2 separate regions of the Mus musculus genome follow, and region 1 is linked to region 2. The links are chromatin contacts, called in public HiChIP or PLAC-seq maps. All regions are on one chromosome and are shown on one strand. Each heading gives the region's core, a stretch centred on a gene start, on an enhancer-like site or on the middle of the called end of the contact. The rest is flanking DNA. Distances are from core to core; before and after follow the strand shown. Region 1 has its middle 49 kb from the start of Gm47708. Region 2 has its middle 31 kb from the start of Nudt4.

What was found. HiChIP or PLAC-seq counts read pairs in DNA pulled down with a chosen protein or histone mark.
Region 1: a contact with region 2 is called in an H3K27ac HiChIP or PLAC-seq map of embryonic stem cells, with 6 read pairs. The contact joins two enhancer-like sites. A contact is called at or near these places in 1 of 39 promoter capture datasets (embryonic stem cells), 1 of 484 Hi-C or Micro-C datasets (uterus), 4 of 115 datasets of contacts at active chromatin or transcription factors (embryonic stem cells and stem cell-derived neural progenitor cells) and 1 of 9 other capture datasets (adipose tissue).

What each region holds. Positions count from the first base shown.
Region 1 is chr10:95,679,873-95,683,489 of GRCm38.p6, forward strand. No RefSeq gene overlaps it. Among named protein-coding and RNA genes, the nearest start is that of Gm47708, 49 kb to the right of the region's middle. Within about 2 kb of position 1,304, at least 89 of the 459 cell types and tissues checked have an H3K27ac peak or open chromatin away from gene starts, as enhancers often do. A contact at or near this core is called in embryonic stem cells, where this site is marked.
Region 2 is chr10:95,593,640-95,597,142 of GRCm38.p6, forward strand. No RefSeq gene overlaps it. Among named protein-coding and RNA genes, the nearest start is that of Nudt4, 31 kb to the left of the region's middle. Within about 2 kb of position 1,877, at least 40 of the 459 cell types and tissues checked have an H3K27ac peak or open chromatin away from gene starts, as enhancers often do. A contact at or near this core is called in embryonic stem cells, where this site is marked.

The sequences.
Region 1 (3,617 bases), core at 54-2,553, 86 kb after region 2:
AAGGCCAATAGACAACCCATCTCCCTTGCAGATTCCTTAGCCTTCATGCCCTAACCACCAAGGACATTCTCTCTTCTTGGCCCTGGGGAACACATCTACTGTTCTCATCTGGTTTAATCTAATTTTCAGTGTGTATGTGGGGAGAGGTCATCCTTTTTATTTCTTTGGCAATGACCAAAATATTCCTTCAGGACCCTCCTCCTATTTAATGTTTCTACTTTGGGCATAAGTCCCGGCTCCTTCTCAGCGAGGCTATGGTCCTAACCTTTTGGGGTTGCTGTGGGCAACTATACAATTGGCTGTTACTGCTCAGGGCTGTGGGAACAGCTTTCCAAAACAGCTAAGCGACCCAAACCCAGACAAGCGCGTCTGGATCTGTGAAGTGCTTCTCGTATTTTGTTTCCTTTTCTGTGCACAGATATTTAAAAATAGATAGTAAGAACTTGCAATCGCCGTGAGGGGAGTTGTGTGTAGAAGGACGGCCCCTCCTTTGGAAATGACATCGTTACGGCTTTTTAGAATGTGAGCAGATTTGACATAGTAGAAAAAAAAATATGGATATTTTGGTCTGTATCCCACTTCCTGGCATACAGCTACACCAAACCGCGTGTCAGTTCTCAGAAATGATGTGACTTTTGGATGCTAACGGGATTTCTGATGTTTAGGGCCTCTTGGGTAGTCTTCAGACAGAGGCTGGTTGCCAAGGGAAACAGCCAAGTGAAGCAACAACTTGGACTTTCAGCCTTACCCTCTCCTCTGACCTCTGGAGAGGGAGAGGGGCGGGCTAGCCTTTGAGGTGATCGTTGTTGGCCAATGGCTGAATTAAAACCCAAAAGGAAGCTGTGGAGAGCTTCGGGTTCATTTAACAATCTGCCTATATTTAGATTCTGGGAGAATGGCAAGGCTCGACTTTGCCAAGGTGAAGAGTTACACGTTAGAGCAGCCTCCGTCTCTCCCGGGGTGGGTGCCTGTCGGAGGCACGGAGGTCTTTGCGCTCACCGACAAGCGTTAGGGGACCTGGATGTTCATCATACGAGTTGACCCTTCAAAGGGAAAAGTGGATAGCCTGCAATCTGCCCAGAAGGCTGGGACTGGAAATGGCTAAGAGCTTGGTGACCTGTGTGCTGTCTGTGTGGCTGCGACCACACTGGATCCGGCCCTTACTGTGAGGTTGTCACTCTGCGGAACTTTGTGGAAAGTTGTCTGTGGGATGTTTTTGTGCACGGTGTATTAAATGCTGATGTCAGTATCTAGAGACCTGGTGGCTGTCTGGACTTTGGAACTGTCATTATTATGGAGCATTTCCTGATTCGCTATTTTGTAAGATATTGCTTTCCATCACCTTCTGATTGGTTAATATAGAGCGTAACAGCTTATAACTGGGCAGGAGAGGCGGGACTTCCGTGAGGGGGTGGGGAGGGGAGAAGATCTCAGGTGGGACCTGGTGAGTCGCTATTGGGACACAAATGAAGGCCAGGGAGAGACCAAAAACTGGCAGGTAAGGCGCCATATGGCTGGAAAGTAGGCAAGACCAGCATTATCAGGGTAGAATAGCTTAAACTCTGCCCAACTATAGTACCTGAAGCTTGTTAAATAATATAAAGGTCTCTGTGTCATTTATTCAGAGCAAGGTCAGGCATAGAAAAGCCCACGCTTTAACAGGCGTTATATGTACTTTACAACGAATCTTGATGCATTCACATCTTAAGCTTTACTGAGCTTGTGGGATTGAATTAATTATCACCAGGAAGATCTCACCAAACTGTGCTACACTGAAATATGCCTAAAATAAACCACTTGGGGTTAGATTTCCAAAGTCTAAACCAACACTAGCTACTAAGACATGTTGACGCAAACCACTTCCTTCTGATAACTGAAGTGATCACACAGACTCCCTATAAATGCTGTCCCTGACCCCATTGCTTCCCATGCTTCCTGGATGGAAGCACAGATCTTGAGGTATTGTGGCTAATGGCTGGGGTAGGTCTGGGATCAGGGAGAGACAAGGGTAAGCATATATGTGTGTGTGTGTGTATAATTTTTATATATAAAATGTATATTATATATTAAAATAATAGACAACATATTTTACATATAAAATAAATTATTTATATATAAATACTATACATAATTTATAAATAATGTATAGTATTTATATATAAATTGTTATTTTATATACACATACACACATGTGTATATATACATATATACATATACACATATACACATACATATATACATACATACATATATGTATATATATATCTTCCCCTGAGACCTCGTGTCTTTAGAGAAGCCTGCTGAAGACCAGAGCAGGGGCTTGCCAGCTGCAGTACCCATGTCCACAGGAAGCTACACTTACTAAAGTTGTTACGGAAAGAACACCATGAGCCCAGGCAGCGTCCCCTCAAAGACTCAGGTGCAAAGGTGCTTGGCCTTGTGTCCCAAGTGGCTTTAACTTTTCAGCTGGAGAAGCACGGCACAGCTCAGTGTTTAACTTACATGCCCAAGGCAGTGTAGTGTTTCCAGGTGTCTCATGGACAAAGTCACACAGTGTTTGATGATTGGAAATCTTCAAAGGACACATTTTCCTTTTGCCTGGGTGAGATCAGGCCGGGAGAAAGAGGAACAGATGACATAGGGTGAAGACGTGGGACACGGGGAACACAAAGGGAAGTTGTAATAAGCAGTTATTTTGTCAGTTTTCCTCTCAGGAATGAGGGGTCAGTGTCGATGTGAAGATGGACGAGGGCAGGTGAGAGGGCTCAGTGGGTAAAGGGGCTTGCTGCTAAGCCTGATGCCCTGAGTTCAGTCCCTGGGACTCACATGGTAGAAAGACAGAACAGACCCCAGAAAATTGTTTCCTGGTATTTGTATGTGTGTGTGCATGCAAGCACATGTGAACACACCTATAAATACACACTAAATCATATATATGTCCATGCATATATATGAATTACTAATGGTTATATTTTAGATATAAGCCAATTAAACTAAAAATGGATGGATGTTAAAAGGAAGAGTGAACAAATCAATGGATAAGCATAGTAGTGAACATGCGTAACTGTTAAACGGTGAAGTGGTCGACAGGTCGGCTGGACACCCAAAGCCATTAGTCAGCAGCTTCTCTTCCTTTCAGTTAAAAGCAAGGCCTCGTTATTCGGTCTGCATCTGTGGTCGCTGTGTGACTCGTTTCCAGTCAATGAAAAGTGGAATGTCTGTTTAATGATTTCCTGCGCTCCCCTCCCCCCACCTCCACAGCCAGCTGATTCAGAATGTGGTTGGAGGAGCCGATGCTTGGAACTGCTGCTGTAGCCCTGTTGGCAGAGTGAGGGGGTCAAGGGTTAACAGGGATACTGACTGCCCTTAGTCAGTCAGCCAAACACATAAGCTATGTCCTTCTCTAGGTCTCCTGGGAGCCAAGTTGCTTTCGTCGTTTTGAGCATTCCTAACATTTATCTGTTGTCCTTTCAGGTATATGGAGGACCTCGGGTGTTTGGAAGGATTACTCATGGTTTGTCAAGCAAACACTTAGAAGTAACCTAAATAACCGTTAGCTGAGAAAAGATCTAGAGAAGTCATGGCGTTAGTTGTTGAGTGGAATACTATACAGCACT
Region 2 (3,503 bases), core at 627-3,126:
CTTCAAAAAAATCATTTTATGATTCTCCTTATCTGATTTGGAAGACCCCTCTCCCTGCAGACTTCTGTGCTATGATTCGAAGTGTGTGTTTTTCTGGAGTGCTATGCCTTGTCTTCCTGTAGGTTATGAGTTCACAGCTGCCTTGAAGCATCCCACTTCTCACATTCCACAGTTGTATAGCGCTGCCCTCTGCCCTGGATCTGGGGACCAATCCCATCATGTCCTTTCTTTCTGTTCATCCCAACCAAGGTCACTGCCGAACACTGGAGTCTGATCCTCACATGGCCTTATACATCTCCTTATCTCGTTATCCCAATAGCTTTCTTTCTTTTTAAAGACATTTTTCAAAAATGATGTATTTGTTTTGTTTGTAAGAATACTCCATAACTGTCTTCAGACACACTAAAAGAGGGCATCAGATCCCATTACAGATGGTTATGAGCCACCATATACTGGGAATCGAACTCAGGACCTCTGAAAGAGTAGTCAGTGCTTTTAACTGCTGAGCCATCTCTCCAGCTCCCAAGACTTTATTTTTAACGACATGTATGTCTGGGTGTGGGTATGTGTGTTCTGTTTTATAAAAAGATAAGAAGGAAGGAATATGTTTGGTGGAGGTGCAGTATAGTATGGGGGAAAGGGGTGCCTCTGCGGGCCCATGCTGAGGCATCCCTTCCCCCTGAGGGACCAACTACACGATGGTATAGTATAGAATAGAGTTTATTTAGGGCATGGGAAGGGAAGTTGAGGGGGTAGTAGAGACAAAGGCAGAGAGAGAGAGAGAGAAAGGAGGAGGAGGAGGAGGAGGAAGAGGAGGAGGAGGAGGAGGAGGAGGAGGAGGAGGAGAGGCCCGCCAGGAGCACGTGGGGGAGGATGGGGTAAGGGAGCAAGAGGAGAAGAGAAGAGAGCAAGAGAGTGAGGATAGGGCAAGCAGCCCCTTTTATAGTGAGTCCCGCACACCTGGCTGTTGCCAGGTAACTGTGGGGCTGAGCCTAGCCGAGATGTCGCTCAGCATCAGATCTCCATGCAGCTAGAGTTCTAAGACGTTTGGAATTGCTTGATGTGGATGCTAGGGAACCAAACTCGGGTCCTTTCCGAGAGCAGCAGTGTGCTTCCGGTCACTGCGTGGAGGGGCCTCAGCAGCTTCCTCACAGCAACGGACATTCCCAGACACTCTTGTGCTGATCTTTCCACAATGGAGACCTGGCTATCTCGGGGAACACTTAGTGGTGTGTGCGAGCTGGGGGGTGGAGGGGTGCATTTCTTCTTCTACACTCCTTAAATGATGGGTTTGTAAATAAGTGGGTATCTTCATTATGGCTTCCAGAATATTTCCCCTACTATGTTTTGCCCCCCCCCCCCCCCCGCCCAAGGTCAACTAGCTCCCAGTAGTAAGTAGTAGCTTTCTCTCACAACAATCCCTCATTCTGTAAAGATTTTTAGCTCCAGATTCATCTTCCCGATGGGCCATGCGTTCGTTCATGCTTTTTCTTCTTTAGGCTTGTTTGTTTGTTTATTTTTAATGTGCATTGGAGTTCTGCCTCCAAGGTGTCAGATCCCCTGAAACTGCAATTATAGACAGTTGTGAACCACCATGTAGGTACTGGGAATTGAACCCCTGACCTTTGGAAGAGCAGCCAGTGCTCTTAACCCTGAGCAAACCATCTCTCCAGCCCTCTTTTATGATTTTTTTCCAGTATCTGGCCTTGGAGTCTGTACTTTTCTCATTGATGTGATTAAAAAACTCAGCAAAAGCGACTTAAGGTTTTATCTGTTTTGCAATCTGAGGGTGCATCCTGTCACAGTGAGAAGGCATGGTATTAGGACTGGGATGCGGCTCCTGGACCGGTCTCCTTTTATCAGCCCGAGACTCAAGTCCAAAGGGTAGTGCCACGCATATTCAGGGTGGTTCTCCCTCCCTTAGTTAAGCCTCTCTGGAAACACAGGTAAGCCTCTCCTCAGAGACACAGGTGTGTCTTCTGGTTGATTACAAATCCAAATGTTTTCCTATTCCAATGACTTCCTACCCTACCGCATCTATTCCTTGTGTGTGTGTGTGTGTGTGTGTGTGTGTGTGTGTGTGTGTGTGCGCGCGCGCGCGCATGTGATTGAAGGTTGAACCAAGGGCCTTCCTTGCACATGCTAGGGAAGAACTAGGCTCTATCCCCAGGCCCTCATAGTCAGTTTTTAGCCCCCAATCATTACTAATACCGCAGCTTTCCTGTCACCTCAATTTCAAGGGCTTCCTGTTATTAGTACAATGACTACGGTATAGAACTGGCTCACTCTGAGCACTCGCTGGTTAGATCATCTCAGGCAAATAGGTTACATTCCTTCAATCCCGTTTGCTCTATTCAGAGGCTGTTGTGCCAGTTAGCTGAGGTCAGACATTAGCAAAGAGAGACAGCAGGAGAGGAGCTGGAACAATGAACAGATTAAGGACATTGAAATTAAGCTTCAAAGAAAGAGGGAAAGCCAGAGCCGGGAGGACAATAGTCCCTTCTGGAGGACAGGGTTGGGACCCTGGCTGAAGGACAGTGAATAGATTGTAAGCGGGACTCCTGTTGGGTTGGTAAGGAGGGGACTAGAGAGATAAAGGAGGCCCTAGGATCCACAGAGAAGATAATGTTCCAGAGCACACAGTAGGGGCTGAGTAAATATTTATTGAGAAAGTAGGTGGATTCTGCAGAGGCAGGCAGGTTGTGCTATTTTCTCAGCCTGTTTTGGATAGAGCCCTGCGAGCGGTGGCCTGTTTTCCACAGGTGTTGGGGGAAGGGCAGGCTCTGTTCTGCTGGCTATTGAGTAAACAAAACAAAACAAAACACCGCAGGAGCTGGGAGTGATAGTGCTTGTCTGTAGCCAACACTCAGGAAGTAAAGGGAGACAACAGGAGTTCAGGGTCAGCTTCAGCTTGAGGCCAGCCTGGCCTACATTCCAGCCTCCACCCCAAGTCAAGCAAACTGAGTTGGACTTGGACTCAGTAGGTGTTACACACACACACACACACACACACACACACACACACACACACATACACTGTGTATATGTGTATATATGAAGACATGCAGTGGGAAAGGCAGGAATTTGATCAAGATCTATTGTGCATGTGTAAAATTGACAAAGAAAAAAATAAATAAAAATACTGAAAAGAAAGAAAAAAGGAAGGGGGCTGGGTGAAGGATGATGGGGTATGTGTGGGGAGAATAAAGGAAAATGAAAATTTTACTTTATTATAGGGCTACACATTTTATGTTTGATGTTTCCTTTGGGGAAAAAAATCAATCTTATTGTGTAGCTTTGGTTGGCCCAGTATCAATATATAGATAGCCCAGGCTGGTCTGCTATTCAATGTATAGATAGTCTAGGCTGGCCTGGTGGTATTCAGTGTATAGATAGCCTAGGCTGGCCTGGTATTCAGGGTATAAATAGCCTAGGCTGGCCTGGTATTCAGTGTATAGATAGCCCAGGTTAGCCTCAGGTTTGCAGGCTCTTCGTCAGCGTCC